Regions from separate parts of the Urocitellus parryii genome. Here region 2 is linked to region 1. The links are chromatin contacts, called in public Hi-C maps. All regions are on one chromosome and are shown on one strand. Each heading gives the region's core, a stretch centred on a gene start, on an enhancer-like site or on the middle of the called end of the contact. The rest is flanking DNA. Distances are from core to core; before and after follow the strand shown. Region 1 holds the start of Smug1 (single-strand-selective monofunctional uracil-DNA glycosylase 1). Region 2 holds the start of Hoxc5 (homeobox C5).

Evidence for each region. A called contact is a pair of places that touch in the nucleus more often than the background predicts.
Region 2: a Hi-C map of muscle shows a contact between it and region 1, with 5 times the contacts expected there. The contact joins the promoter of Hoxc5 here to the promoter of Smug1 in region 1. A contact is called at or near these places in 2 of 2 Hi-C or Micro-C datasets (liver and muscle).

Annotation. Positions count from the first base shown.
Region 1 is chr5:62,371,078-62,378,260 of mUroPar1.hap1, reverse strand. It overlaps Smug1 (single-strand-selective monofunctional uracil-DNA glycosylase 1), which reads right to left and starts at 3,276. Exons shown (of 4, transcript XM_026398794.2): 1 at 3,235-3,276; 2 at 1,889-2,083.
Region 2 is chr5:62,519,302-62,526,484 of mUroPar1.hap1, reverse strand. It overlaps Hoxc5 (homeobox C5), which reads left to right and starts at 4,757. Exons shown (of 2, transcript XM_026398715.2): 1 at 4,757-5,210; 2 at 5,914-7,063. The coding sequence starts at 4,757. The coding sequence ends at 6,128. It overlaps Hoxc6 (homeobox C6), which reads left to right. Exons shown (of 3, transcript XM_026398713.2): 2 at 412-574; 3 at 1,297-2,458. The coding sequence starts at 421. The coding sequence ends at 1,604.

The DNA.
Region 1 (7,183 bases), core at 2,027-4,526:
TCCATTAGGCATGAGTCTGAGTCACTAGTTTCTAGGCCATGCTGAGCATACAGTAGGTTTCAATACACATTTACTGGTGGCATCCTCTCTGCACAATGTCATCCTTAAAACAAGTCCAGTCAGGATGGCTGTGTCCTGGAAACCACTGTGCTGATGAATGAGATGCAGGTGCACAGCCACAGCCCAGAGATCTGCGAAGGCTAATTACAATAGCTTCCAGGTGGTGAGCAATTGCTCTAAGCCAGGTACACTTCATTGATCTTCATAACAACCCCATGAGGTGGGTATTATTGCTCCCATGTTACAAGCGAGGAGACTGAGGCTTAGCAAGATCAAGCAATTGCCCAGGGTCACACAGTTAGAAAGTAATGAAGCTGGGATTTGAACCCACACTATGCTCTCAACCACCCACTCCCATCTTGCCTTAGATGGTTTTATCAGCCACCCCCCTAATTCTACAAGCCCTTAGCCCAAGCCCAATTTCTTTCACACATTCAAGATTCCTCAGTGGTGAGTAGGATGATTACCAGACTCAGAACAGCCTTGCAAGCAATGCATCCGTGGACAGGGCCTCAAGTCTCTTCATCCAAATACTAAGAATAATAATACCCACTTCATAGTGCCGTTATAAGGATGAAATGAGATGTTATATATAGGTGAGCAGAGGAATGGGAGAAAGAGGGAAGAAAAGGGAGTTAATTGCAAGCCATTCCTTCCCAGCATTCCTATCCAAACCCACTGTTCCAAACTGACCATTCCACTTACAATTACAAAATGGCTTCCCTACCAAAACTACCAAAACCATGCACATGCCATTACTAAAATCCCAACCAAATAGATTCCTTGAGTTAACCAGACATCATTCAATAGCCATCCAGTCCAACTTGGATTATGACTTTCCCATCCCTCCACATATCCAAATGATACCCAGCCTCCAAAATGAAGCTCAAACCACCCTTTCATAAAGTCTTATCTCATCAGAACACTGGGGAATTTGCCATAGATTCCCAACCCCACACACAAGAAGGGAGAATGTGAGGCCTGAGTATCTGCATTTTAAACAAGGTGATTCTGATGGTTAGTGAAGGCATGTCACCATGCTTAGTGGAGTCTTCACAAATTCACACCTTGCCTCCCCAATTAGGCTTTGGTAGGTAATAAGCCAGGCCCTGTTCAATTTCCCTCCATAATTCAAGGTCCTGGTCCTTATAAAGTACTCAACAAACACTTGTTCAGTGCTGGCCATCCTTACTTTACCAATCTTGTTTAAAAATACCTTCTATCAGTTGTACTCCATGTATGTATAACATGTCAAAATACATTCTACTGTCATGTACACTAAAAAGAATAAAATACCTTCTACCAAAGAACCATTATTTTATGAGTATACACACACACACACACACACATGCTAGGGATCAAACCCAGGCCTTGAGCCTTTAGCAAGCACTCAAGTACTGAACAACATCTGTACCCTTTTTTTAAAATGTATATGGTCGGGTGCAGTGACGCATGTCTGTAATCCCAGTGGCTCAGGAGGCTGAGGCAGGAGGATCATAGGCTCAAAGCCAGCCTCAGCAATGGCAAGGCACTAAGCAACTCAATGAGACCCTGTCTCTAAAAAAAACACAAAATAGGGCTGGGGATGTGGCTCAGTGATCAAGTGCCCCTGAGATCAATCCCCAGTATAAAAAAAAAAAAAGGTATATGTATGTGTGTGTGTGTGTGCGTGTGTGTGTGTGTGTGTGTTTTACTTTAGTTTTTGTGGTGTTTAGGAACTGAACCCAGGGCCTTGCACATGCTAGGCAAGCCCATCGCCGGGGAACCAGTGCTAACCAACTCTTCTCTGCTTCTTTATCATCAGTTCATTCAAAGCTCAGTTGCTTACTTGGCACTCTGCTTGCTTCTCACAGTTTTCCAGGCTCTGGGTGTGTTTCCATCACATGTGGGCCTCCCACAGGGCAGGGACTATTCCTTTTCAATCTCCAGACAAGTCAAGTACAACCTCTTCCCCAGATGAGGTTGATGTTTCAAGATTGACACAATAGGTTGACAGATCAAGTTGTTGTGTTTTGATCCTAGCCTAGGAAAAGTGGAAAAAGAAGAAAAAAATTCAGAGGCCCAACTTAAGAAGTTTTCAAGACTGATCACAGAAGTCTTTAACTGATCAGTCCATGTGGCTCATATGGAAGGTGAAAAGGTGTGATAAGTGCAAATGATTCAGGTTACCGTGCTTTGCAACATTAAAGGATAACTGCTCTAACTCTAGGATGTCTCTGAAGTCTAAGCTGGATCTAGAGACCTTTGCATTTAGAGGTCTGAGCTGAAGACAGCAAGAATGGGGTATGCAAAAGTGACAAGCCCTTATTTTCAGTGTTCCAGAGTTTCAATGCCTGATCTGATAGGAAGACAGGGTAGAAGTCAACTGTCTATCATCAGTTCATTCATTTTTAAGAATGTGCTCTTGAGCAAGGCATTTAACTCTCCTCTATGAAAATCACATATGCCATCAATCTATTACCAGCTGTTAATTTTTTCCCTATATTTGAATCTTTTATGTGACAGGCACTATGGCTCTCTTGGTGGGGAAGAAATTCAAATGAAATTCAGGCTTTCAGTAAGACATAAAGTACTGTGAGAGGACAGAGAAACAACTAACAGTAAGCCAGTATAACTTGAGCTTTAACATCCTGTACAGAACATTACAGGAGCCCAAAGGAAGGATTTGATAATTCTAGCCTTTTTTTAGTCCATGTCAAATTATATTAAGTGCAAAGGCAGCGGAGATGAGTGTGGCCACCAACGCTAGACTTCAGATTGGAATCAAGTCGAGGAAGTTTATTAGAAGTCCAAGACACTAGCCACCACCCTGCCCCTTGCAGGCACTCCAGGAATCCATAGGGAAAATAAGCAAACCCTTAAACCAAAAAATTAGAGCATGGACTCAAAAAGGCTATTTCACCTCTCTTTCTGGTTCCGAAGAGGCAGACGACAGCAGCACGAGACAAAACCTCTGCCTGCACCCGCGGGCTCCGCCCGACGGGAAAGCCTTGATCCCGCAGGCCTCCCAGGCGGTTCCCCCGGCTCTGCTGCCCCTGCGCCGGAGCAGGCTTCAGACGGAGCCAAGGCCCCAAAGAACAGACACTCGGACCACCCGCTCGGCTCCGCCCCAAGGGCCCTGAGAGCCCCCAGCCTCCCCCTGCGCCCCAGATTCCCGGCCTCCCGCTCCCTCACCTGGACCAGCTCCCCATCTGTTTCCGGTTCCTGTCCCCCCCACGCCCGGCGAAAAGGGCAGTGGGAGTCGTAGTCTAAACTATATAGGGGAGGCGATTGGCTTAGCCTGAGCCACTTCCGCCGGAAATGCACAAATCCCCGGAAGGCGCGCTAAAATAATTCTAAGCGCCGCTGGGAATTGTAGTTTATTCCTATCATCAGGGCTGAATCAAGAAGTCTTGAAAAGTGAGGGGCCGGGCTCTGTAAGGTCCTAACTCTAAAATTCATTCACAACTATCAGGAAGCTCCAACTATTCCCAGTCCTTCACCCATCTGAGGGTATTGACAGTGGCTAAAGACCATTTCCAGTCCCCCTGCTGCTCCAGGTATGAGCTCTCCTTTTCAGTCCTCCAGGAGCCATTACTATATATAGAATACGTACCAAGACATTTCTGGCATCTCCTCACAACTCTTTGGCAATAAGCGTCCCCCATTACTGTACAAACCCTTCTTATAGATTTACCATTTTGACTTTTCTCCTTCTTCTCCTATGCTGTCTGCCTAGCCCTATAATCTTCTATGTTAGTCAGGGTTCCCCCAGAAAAACAGAACCAATAGGCTATCTTTTTATCTATATGAGTAGATTTGCTATTGGAATTGGGTACCAGGACTGCAGAGGCCAGGAAGTTCCACCATCTGCTGATGAACTTTCTGTAAGCTGGAGAATCAGGAAAGCTGGTGATGTCATTCTGTCCAAGTCTGAATGGGGGAGTTGCAGGGAAGCTTGCTGATGTAAGTCCCAGAACCTGAAGGCCTGAGAGCCAAGGCCTTCAGACAGGTCTCCAATGACAAGAGAAATGGAGATTCCATCTCATAAAGAGAGAAAATTTGCCCTTCCTCTACCTTTGTTCTATTGGACTCTCAAGAGATTGGATGATGCCCAGCTACATTGATGAAGATGATCTTTTGACAGTCTACCAATTCAAAAGCGGACCTCTTTCAGAAATACCCTCACAGACATACACAGAAATAATATTTTACAAACTGTCTGGGTATCCCTGTCCATGCAAGTGGACATACAAGTTTAACCATCAAATCTCCCTTTTCCAAATCTTCCCTCTTGAATACTCTGCCCAGAAGCCTTCCCTGATCAATCCTAATCCCATAGCTGCACCTAATAATCCATTCCCCCACCTCCTCATCCAGTTGTACCAATGTACAGTGTACCAATGTCCGAATCTGTTCAATTCATAGTTTTGTTCTTGTCCTCTATCCAGATTTGTTTCTGTGTCCTAATTATAAGACTTTCATTAATCTAGAAACCCCCTAAGGATAATTATCTTCTGAATTCCTCCCACCCCCACCCCTGCACACATGTCTGAGCATAACCAGGACTCTGAACACCAAAGAAATGTCTCCCTGTGGGCAGAGGGCAGGAGACCAGTGAACCCAAGAACAGGAAGAAATGAGTGAACAAGGATGCTACCCCTTTTTCAAGCCCATCAACAGACGAAAACTTAATGGGTACAGCAGGAGCTTCAGGGAGCTATAAGCAGTGACCCTCTGACATTGAGGTGAGAAACCATCCCTACCCCTGCAAGACTTTGGAAACTGAATTAATCATCCACCTCATGAAATCCATTATTTCCTGAGCCTTAATGTGTACCAGATTCTCCCCGACTCTGGGTCTTTGCGTCTCTCTGCCTATGTAAATTTATCACTATCTCTAGCTTCTTATTCAACTTCCTCTCTGTATCTGTGTGACTCTGTCACCTTCTGTGTATATCTCCCTATCTTTGCTTTTTTCTTTGGAATGACTGAAGTAAGAGGAAGCTTCTAGAACAGGCTCTGCTGTCTCCTCATATCTATGCATTTGTGTTTTTCGGAACAAAAATAAGGGGAGGAGGGACTTCACTGTGGTGTCATCTCACTGTTTAAGAATTCTAGGATCGGCCTGGGGTTGTGGCTCAGTGTTAAGGCACTTGCCCAGCGTGTGTGAGGCACTGGGTTCGATTCTCAGCACCACATAAAATAAATGAATAAAATAAGCCCATCAACATCTAAAAATATATATTTAAAAAGTATTCTAGGATCTCCACTATCCCTTAGACACCCTCCTTCCCACCTTACCCTCTGCCACCCGCTTGCCTCACACTTCACACTCCACACTTTATCATCCTGGCATCCCCTCGCCACTCCAAATCTGCCTCTGGCAGGACAATAATGGGTAAAATGAGTAACAAGCAAGGAGATAACTCCCAAGAGCCCCTTCCCCTGATTTCAACTTCCTAGAAGAATTAGATAACTCTTTCGGTCCCTAAAGCCTATCCACCCCAGGAAACTCAGAGATAGGGAGTCCAGATATAAAGAGAGGCTGAGGTGACGGGCACGGTGGCACATGCCTATAATCCCAGTGGCTCAGGAGGCTGAGACAGGAGACTTGAGAGTTCAAAGCCAGCCTCAGCAACAGTGATGCACTAAGCAACTCAGTGAGACCCTGTCTCTAAATACCCTACCTAATGTCCACTACCCTGGACCCTCTCTCAGCCCGACAAACCTTAAAAAATAAATAAAATACAAAATAGGGCTGGAAATTTGGCTCATTGGTTGAGTGCCCCTGAGTTCAATCCCCAGGACCTCCCCGCCAGAAAGACAAGGCTTGAGCAGTCCACAGGGAGTTACCACAGTTGACCCCAAAGGGATCTGGGGGCCCTTTCTATCTCTAACCCCTGCTGCTTCTCACCACCTGGTAGGTCTCTCAGGGAAGGTCGGGGTGAGGAAGTCTCCTAAAGTGAAGGTGCTTAGAAGCAGAGACCCAGAAACTTTCAACAGAGAGAGCCCAAAAGATGAAACATGGGCTTAGGCGGGCCCTCCACTCACCCTTATCCATTTCTTAATCTCCTGGCCCTCTGGGAAGGATAGGACCTTCAGGGCAGAAGCAGAAACAGGCTTAGGCTGTGACCTGGGAAAGAAGCTGCAGAGTTGGGTCACCTGGGCTGGGAGGGGCCCCGGCGGCTCCCTAGTCTGCTTTTCAGCCCTGAGCCCGGTGGGGAAGGGGTTAACAAGCTCCCGGTTTCCCTTCAGTTTCTCGGGCTACTGGGGCTGTGTTGGGCCACGAGCGCCATCTATCGGCTTCTGGAGGTCCTAGCTCTGACTCCCAGCTCCAGCTTCTAGACAGGTTGTTCAGCTCTTCTCCTGCCTCCATGCTTCTCCAGTGGAGAAGGCTTAGCAGCAGGACCTCTGCTTGCAGAAAACAGAAATTGGATATTGGAGAAAGTGAAGCCATACTTTCCCCTCCCTGGACGACCAGGTGTCGTCCTGGTCAGCTCCCTGGGGAACCCTGAAGGGAGTTCTGATATTTAATTTCCAGGGTAGCCACCTTCCCAACTCCACTACCCTGGACCCTCTCTCAGCCAGACAAACCTTAAAAGAGCATTGAAGAGGAAAAAGAATGGGCTGTGACATCAGGCCACCTGTATCTGTATCCCAGCCCTGCCACTTCCTAGGGGTGACCTTGGGCAACTTACTTAATTCCTCTGGGCCTCAGTTATTTCAGCTATGTAATGGGATAATTTTTGTAAAGTGTATCTTCTGTAATGATGATGAAATGACTCAATTACGTAAGGTACTTAACGCTTTGCCTAGCACAGCCAGGCATGGTGGCATGGTGGCACACAACTGTGATCCCAGCTACTCAGAAGGCTGAGGCAAGAGAATTGCAAGTTTCAGATCAGCTGCAACAACTTAGCAAGACCATTTCAAAATAAAAAATAAAAAAGGACTGGGGATATAACTCAGTGGTAGAGCACCCCTGGGCTCAATCCCCAGAACCAGGGGGAAAACCAACAATGCCTAGCACAGAATCTGTGCTCCCTGAAGCAGAATTTGGCACAGGCTCAGAAGTCTCAAAGCTTGATCAAGGTTAATTGCTGTTATTACTGCAGCCAGGGTCTCAGGCAGATACTGAACT
Region 2 (7,183 bases), core at 3,508-6,007, 150 kb before region 1:
TTTTTCCCCCTTCTTGACATCTGGCTTGCGATTGGCTGGAAGGGGGTCAGCTGACTTTGTCATTTTGTCTGTCCTGGATTGGAGCCGTCCCTATAACCATCTAGTTCCGAGTACAAACTGGAGACAGAAATAAATATTAAAGAAATCATAGCCCGACCAGGTAAAGGCAAAGGGATGAATTCCTACTTCACTAACCCTTCCTTATCCTGCCACCTCGCCGGGGGCCAGGACGTCCTCCCTAACGTCGCCCTCAATTCCACCGCCTATGATCCAGTGAGGCATTTCTCGACCTATGGAGCAGCCGTTGCCCAGAACCGGATCTACTCGACTCCCTTTTATTCGCCACAGGAGAATGTCGTGTTCAGTTCCAGCCGGGGGCCGTATGACTATGGATCTAATTCCTTTTACCAGGAGAAAGACATGCTCTCAAACTGCAGACAAAACACCTTAGGACATAACACACAGACCTCAATCGCTCAGGATTTTAGTTCTGAGCAGGGCAGGACTGCGCCCCAGGACCAGAAAGCCAGTATCCAGATTTACCCCTGGATGCAGCGAATGAATTCGCACAGTGGTGAGTTTTACAGCTCCGAGATATAAATTAAATAAACTGAACTGGCTTTATGACCGGCTTCCCTAGAAGAACGGGCGGAGAGAGTTTTTTATGGCCCCATAAAAACAATCACGCTCGTCTCCTCGCCGACGCCGAGACAGGGCCCCCTCTTCTGCCCCCTCTGTTTGCCTCCCGCGCTGGCTCACAGGGGCCAGGCCCCCTCAGCCCCTGGTGGATTGGAGGGCTTCAGGGAGAGCTGAGGGGGGAAGGAACAGGGCAGGGGATGAGAGGAAAGGGGCAGTGGTGGGGGAGCCCCAAAGTCGAGTTAGGCTGAGGAGAAGGGAGGGGGAAAGGGGAGGACAGAAAAGTGGGGAGAAGTTTTTAAGGAGCTAGGGTGCTTAGGAGGTGTGGAGCCCAGTCCTTGAGAAATGGGGCCCTTATCCCCAGTATTTGAGTTTTTATAAAAATCAGATTTTAGACTGGCAGCTTTCTGCCTGGTTTTTGCCCCGCCCCCCACCTTTCTTTGGGATACACATCTCCTACCCTATGGGAGGACTGAATGAAGTTGGGGCCCTAGGCTGTACCCCCAGTGGGGGTGGGGCAGGGCAAAAGGCAGAAGACTAGACCTAGAGAGGTCTCGAGCTGCAGGCCAAGTTGGGAGGGTCAGGACTTTGCTAGGGGGAATCGTCTGCAGAGGACGCCTTGCTGATTGTTTTTAGTGTGTTTTGTGCCCGGATCTCTAGGGGTCGGCTATGGAGCAGACCGGAGGCGCGGCCGCCAGATCTACTCGCGGTACCAGACCCTGGAACTGGAGAAGGAATTTCACTTCAACCGCTACCTAACACGGCGCCGGCGCATCGAGATCGCCAATGCGCTCTGCCTGACCGAGCGGCAGATCAAAATCTGGTTCCAGAATCGCAGGATGAAGTGGAAAAAAGAATCTAATCTCACGTCCACGCTCTCAGGGGGCGGCGGAGGGGCCGCAGCTGACAGCCTGGGCGGAAAAGAGGAAAAGCGGGAAGAGACAGAAGAGGAGAAGCAGAAAGAGTGACCAGGACTGTCCTTGCCACCCCTCTCTTTCCTTCTCCCTTTGCTCACCCCAACTCTCCCCTAATCACACACTCTGTATTTATCACTGGCACAATTGATGTGTTTTGACTCTTTAAAGCAAAATTAGGGAGTCAAACGTGGACCTGAAAGTCAGTTCTGGACCCCCTCCCTCACCGCACAACTCTTCACCATTGGCCTCCTCCTCCTCCTAGCTCCCTCGCTAGCTCCTTCTCGGCTTGTCTGCAGGCCCCTTTCCCCGCCCAGGCCTTGGGGGCTCTCAGCCCTGAGCCTTGCTTCAGACTCCACAGATCTCCCTCCACATGAGGACTTGACTCCCCCCACCAGTCGCTTGACGTCCCCCACCCCCGCGCCCAGAGCGGGCTCCCGGGCCTGGGGCCTCTGTTCCCGGGCCTTAGGGCCCGGCCTGGCAGCCCGGGAGAGCCGGAGGCCCAAGGAGGGCGCGCCTGGGCCCCACAGCAACCCCCAGGGCCTCCCCGCAACCCCTGTCCGGCCCCTCTGCCCCAGCAAATGCCCAGCCCAGGCAAATTGTATTTAAATATTCCTGGGGGTCATTATGGCATATTACAAACTGTGACCGTTTCTGTGTGAATATTTTTAGCTGTATTTGTGGTCTCTGTATTTATATTTATGTTTAGAACCCTCAGTGTTCCGATCTCATTTTAAAAAAAAGGGAAAAAAGAGGGAAAATTACAAAAAAAGAAAAAAAGTGAATGACATTTGTTTAGCCAGTAGGAGAAAATAAATAAATAAATCCCCTCGTGTTACCCTCCTGTATAAATCCGACCTCTGGATCCGTTCTCGAATATTTAATAAAACATATTATTTTTAAAAGTTTATATCTGCCTTTCTGTTAATTCGCTCAGCCGCCGGCTTGGAGCAGGCTCCAAGCACTCCCGCGTCTGCCCGCCGCCTGCAAGCCCCCAGTCCTCTGCATTCGCCTTCTTCGGGAGCCGGGCGCCGAGTCCCGGCCTCCGAATTTTCCTCGTGACCGCGCTGGGGGGGCTGGGAAGTCTCTCAGGGCTCCCCACGCGAACCGACACACACCCATTAAAAAAAAAAAAAAGCCGTTTAGGATTTCGGTGGGGGTGGGGGTGGAGGAGCCCGGGTTAGTAGGGTTGGGCTCCAAGCCCCACACAGGCCTTTCTTTCCTGCCTGTGGTAGCATGGGGTCCTCGGCGTCTGAACCCCTAGCCCTAAAGGCTATAGGAGAAGCATTTTCCAGGCACCAGGGTCTCCTCCCCCCCACTCCCAGGACCGTGGGGAGGGGGACGCTCGGCAGCCAGTCCCCGGCCCAAACCAGGCCCGCTGTTGGGAAACGTGGCGGAGGCGGAGAGTTTAGGAGAACCAGAAGAACAGACCGCCGGATTGGAGTCCTTCGGCCGGGACTGAACGACTCAAGGACATCCCGAAAGAGAAAGCCTGGAAACTGAGCTCTCGCCTGTGCTGGGACTCCTGAAGTGGCCTGAACAAAATTCCTCCTTCTTTACCGCCCAGCTCGTCTGGTTCCTTCCTCCTTCTCTCAAACCTGGCGGGTGAGGGGCGCAGCAGTACCCTAACCATTTCTCAGCTCCAGCCTTCTCTCCCCAAGCCCAGTCAGAAAAACCTGAGTGGGCCTAGTGGAGAGGTGGTGTGTATTTGGGGTCGGGAGGGGGGGCGTCTCCTGAAGAGAAAAAAATCCACCAGAGTATTCCAGATTCTCCAAATCCCCGCCAGCGCCTCCGCCTGCGGGAAGGGGGGCTTCTCCTGACAGAGGCGGAGATTTCCTGGGGAGAAAGAGCAAGCAGGAAAGAGTAAGACTTGGGACTAGGAGAGGAGAGGAAGGGGCAGAAGGGCTGCAGAGACCTTGGCCAAAGGCTGCCAATGTTGCCCAGGCATCTGCTCTGCCAGCCCCCTCAGCCGGGTCCTCTCCATGCCTCTGAAGAGCTAAGAAATTGCTCTCCTGTGGGCCTTCTGGATTCAGGTTCCTGGAAAGCCTGGAAAAGCACCAAAGGAAAGATCTCTTTGCTTAGATAATAATTGTGGAGGCTTGAATTTTGCTTCTCCATGCTTTCTAGTAGCATCTATTTTCTTTCTAAAATATCTGGCATGAGTAGTACATGAGGATCACACACAGGGAAAAGTCCTCCCACCCATTTGTGTCCGGTTCTGCATACACACACAGGCACACTTTGAAAACTGCCTTATTGTCACTTTGGGGTCCCTGGCATGATGAGGTCTACCCAAGTCTATCTACCATCTTACTTCCAGGTTCATTCCAGAGAATTTCCAGAACTCTCAGCCTCATGACCTTCCTGTCTAGTTTTGCCCATCCAGGACCCCTTCCTCTTGGGAATTCTGTCCACCTTTCCCAAGGAGTCTACTTTCCCATATTTTTAGGTACCTCCTCAGTAGTACTGGGGCCTTGGGGCCTTGGGGCCTTGCAGGCAAGGGACCTCGACCTTTGGTTTAGGAAACTTGAGATAAGCCCCCTTGGTTCTCCAACCTAGACAGGAGCCAGCCACACTACCTAAATTCCCCTTTCCTCATCCATTTTTAAAGTTTGGAAGGCCCTGGAGGAAGGGAGAATGGGACTATCTATTAAAAAGGCACCTCTGTGTATCTTAAATGGGACCTTATCTTTTCTCAAATTTAAATAGAATTTAAAAGGCCAGCTCAGGGATTTGTTGCAGCTACAACCAGCTTCTCCACAGGGTAGAAAAATCCAGCTGCCAGAAGGCGACCAGAGCTTCAGGATGCAATTCTTCCATGTAGACACCAGGTGTCGCTGTGGGCTCGTTGTCACGGCTACCCCCCAATTCCAAGAACCTTTTTTTTTTCTCTCCCCCTTCTCTCTCTTTCTCTCTCTCACTCCCTCTCCCCCTTGCTTGGGCTTTGCCAACATATCAAGATGCGTTTCGCCGGCTTCCATCACTAACCTCCCGGAGGTCATCAAGCCAAATTTATGAGTGGCCGTGCGAGTCACGTGACTCTATTTAAGGCTCCCTTATTTGGGAAGAGCGCATAGGATAAAGAAAGAGATATCTCCACCTATAAATTGTGCACTTTGGAGAACAAAAAACCCCTCAACTTCAAAGAGTCACAAATCACCCTTAATCAAAAAGGGTGCAGAAATTTTTTTTGGGCCCTCCCCGCCATGAGCTCCTACGTAGCCAATTCATTCTATAAGCAGAGCCCCAATATCCCTGCCTATAACATGCAAACTTGTGGGAACTATGGATCGGCCTCAGAGGTGCAGGCATCCAGGTACTGCTACGGCGGATTGGACTTAAGCATCACTTTCCCACCGCCTGCGCCTTCCAACTCTCTCCACGGGGTAGACATGGCTGCCAACCCCCGGGCTCACCCCGACCGCCCCGCCTGCAGCGCCGCGGCCGCTCCGGGACACGCTCTGGGCAGAGACGAAGCGGCTCCTCTGAACCCCGGGATGTACAGTCAGAAGGCAGCTCGCCCGGCGCTGGAGGAGCGAGCTAAGAGCAGTGGGGAGATCAAAGAGGAGCAGGCGCAGACAGGGCAACCCGCCGGACTGAGCCAGCCACCGGCCCCGCCACAGATTTACCCGTGGATGACCAAACTGCACATGAGCCACGGTAAACTTTAGGACTTCATTTTGCGCGCTCGGGTCCGCCTGGGTTTTATAGGCCATGCGGGGCAAATAAAGAAAAAAAACCTGCGGCCATAAATTTTACGATCCAGGCATCAATGGCTCGTAAAACTGTCCACTAAAAGGCTTAGAGGCTGTGTGCGCCCAAATTTACGACGACATAATTGGATCATAGGAACAAAACGTGTATAAAAGGCAATATTCAATTTTTGGGGGAGAGGGAGGGAGTTAAAAAAATAGAGGGATCTGAAGGGTGAGGAGCGCGGGGCTCCAGAGCGGGGATCCCCCCGCGGCTCCCTCCCTCCCTCCCCTGCGGAGCCGGCTCGGCCGGCGCTCGCGGCTCCGGCGGATTCCAGCGACTCGGGAGGGGCGGGAGGGGGGTCCCCGGTGCCCGGATCTCGAGGGTGCTTATTGTTCGGTCCGAGCCTGGGTCTCCCTCTTCCCCCCACCCCCCCTCAGCCCCTCCGACTGCTGAGTGAAGGCTGCGGTGGAAAGTTTCCTGCCTGGGCGGAGGCGCCTCTCCCGGGGCTAGGTTGGGCTGGGTCGGCCCGCCTGCGGCCCACCGGGCCTGTCTGGCGGTTCTCGCCTCCTCTCCCTCCGGCCGCGGGTGGGGGCCTGGGGTTGGGATGGGACGCTGGGGCGCTGCACGCTATTCACCCCTTCCTGGCTTGGGGGGATTTATGTTCCAGAGACGGACGGCAAGCGGTCCCGAACCAGTTACACGCGCTACCAGACTCTGGAACTCGAGAAAGAATTCCACTTTAACCGCTACCTCACTCGCCGCAGGCGCATAGAGATCGCCAACAACTTGTGTCTCAACGAGAGACAGATCAAGATCTGGTTCCAGAACCGCAGGATGAAGTGGAAGAAAGATTCCAAAATGAAAAGCAAAGAGGCTCTTTAGAGGCAGTGGGGAGGCCCGCAGAGATCACCCCAGCCGGCTTGGGTTCCTCGCGCCTTTTCTTTCGGTTTTCTCTCTATATTTTTGGGTGGGTCAGGGGCTGGAGTACTGGCTCCCGGGCCTCACAGACAAGCGCTTTTTCCTTGGCATTCTGTATCCCCACCAACCCAGGGTTCCTGCCAGGCTGCCGGCATTGCCCCATCTCCCCTCAGCTCAGCTCAGCTCAGAGCTCAGCTTAGCTGGACATTCAGGGCCCAGGGCAAACTCTGCAGGGCCTCCCCAGAGGGCTGCGGCACACCGCAGGCTGGTGCTGAACAAACCTCAGCCTGGGCGGCTTCTTCAGCTCTTTGCCCCAGAGTGGCCCGCCTGAGTTAAGGTGGGCCCGGCCACAGGACCCTCGACCCGACCTCTGGCCTTGAGCTTTCCTTTGTTCCTTGTTAGGCGGGCCAGGCGGCTGCAAGCTGGTGTGAGAGTGCTTATGCCTGGCAGTCTCTTGCCAGAATCGGGGCGATTCCTTATAGCGACTAAACTCGGTCTTCACTTATTAATGATTTGCATATGAAAGGGGGAGATGACTGAACATGGCCTTAGGGTCCTCTTGGTTGCCCTATCCTCTCCAAACCTCTCCCCGGGGGAAAAAAAAGACTGGGAGCCTACCCAATCCGAGCCTGCTGCATGCCCTCTCAGGTCCGCAGCCCCAACCCCCTAGCTAGCTCAGCTATTGGGGTTTCCTGCCACAGGACCCCAGCAAGTGATCCCAGAGGCTCCATGCCATCCCACAGTTCCTGCCATGACTTTCTTTCCCTCCTGCTCCATCGCTCTTGCCCAACTATTTATTGACTCCGGGGTTCTTCCTGAAACTATATTTTGTCATATCAAATAAAGACCAAGAGAGAACAGGACTAAAGACGCAGTGGCTCCTGTCTGTTTAGGGCATGTACTGGGGCAAAGTGTCAAAATGAGCTGTGAGGGTTAGGGGAGGCCTACAGTCTTTAAGCCTCTCCTTAAAAAAAAAAAAAATTATTTTTAGGTGCTTCTAGGGACAGCAAGAAGAGGGA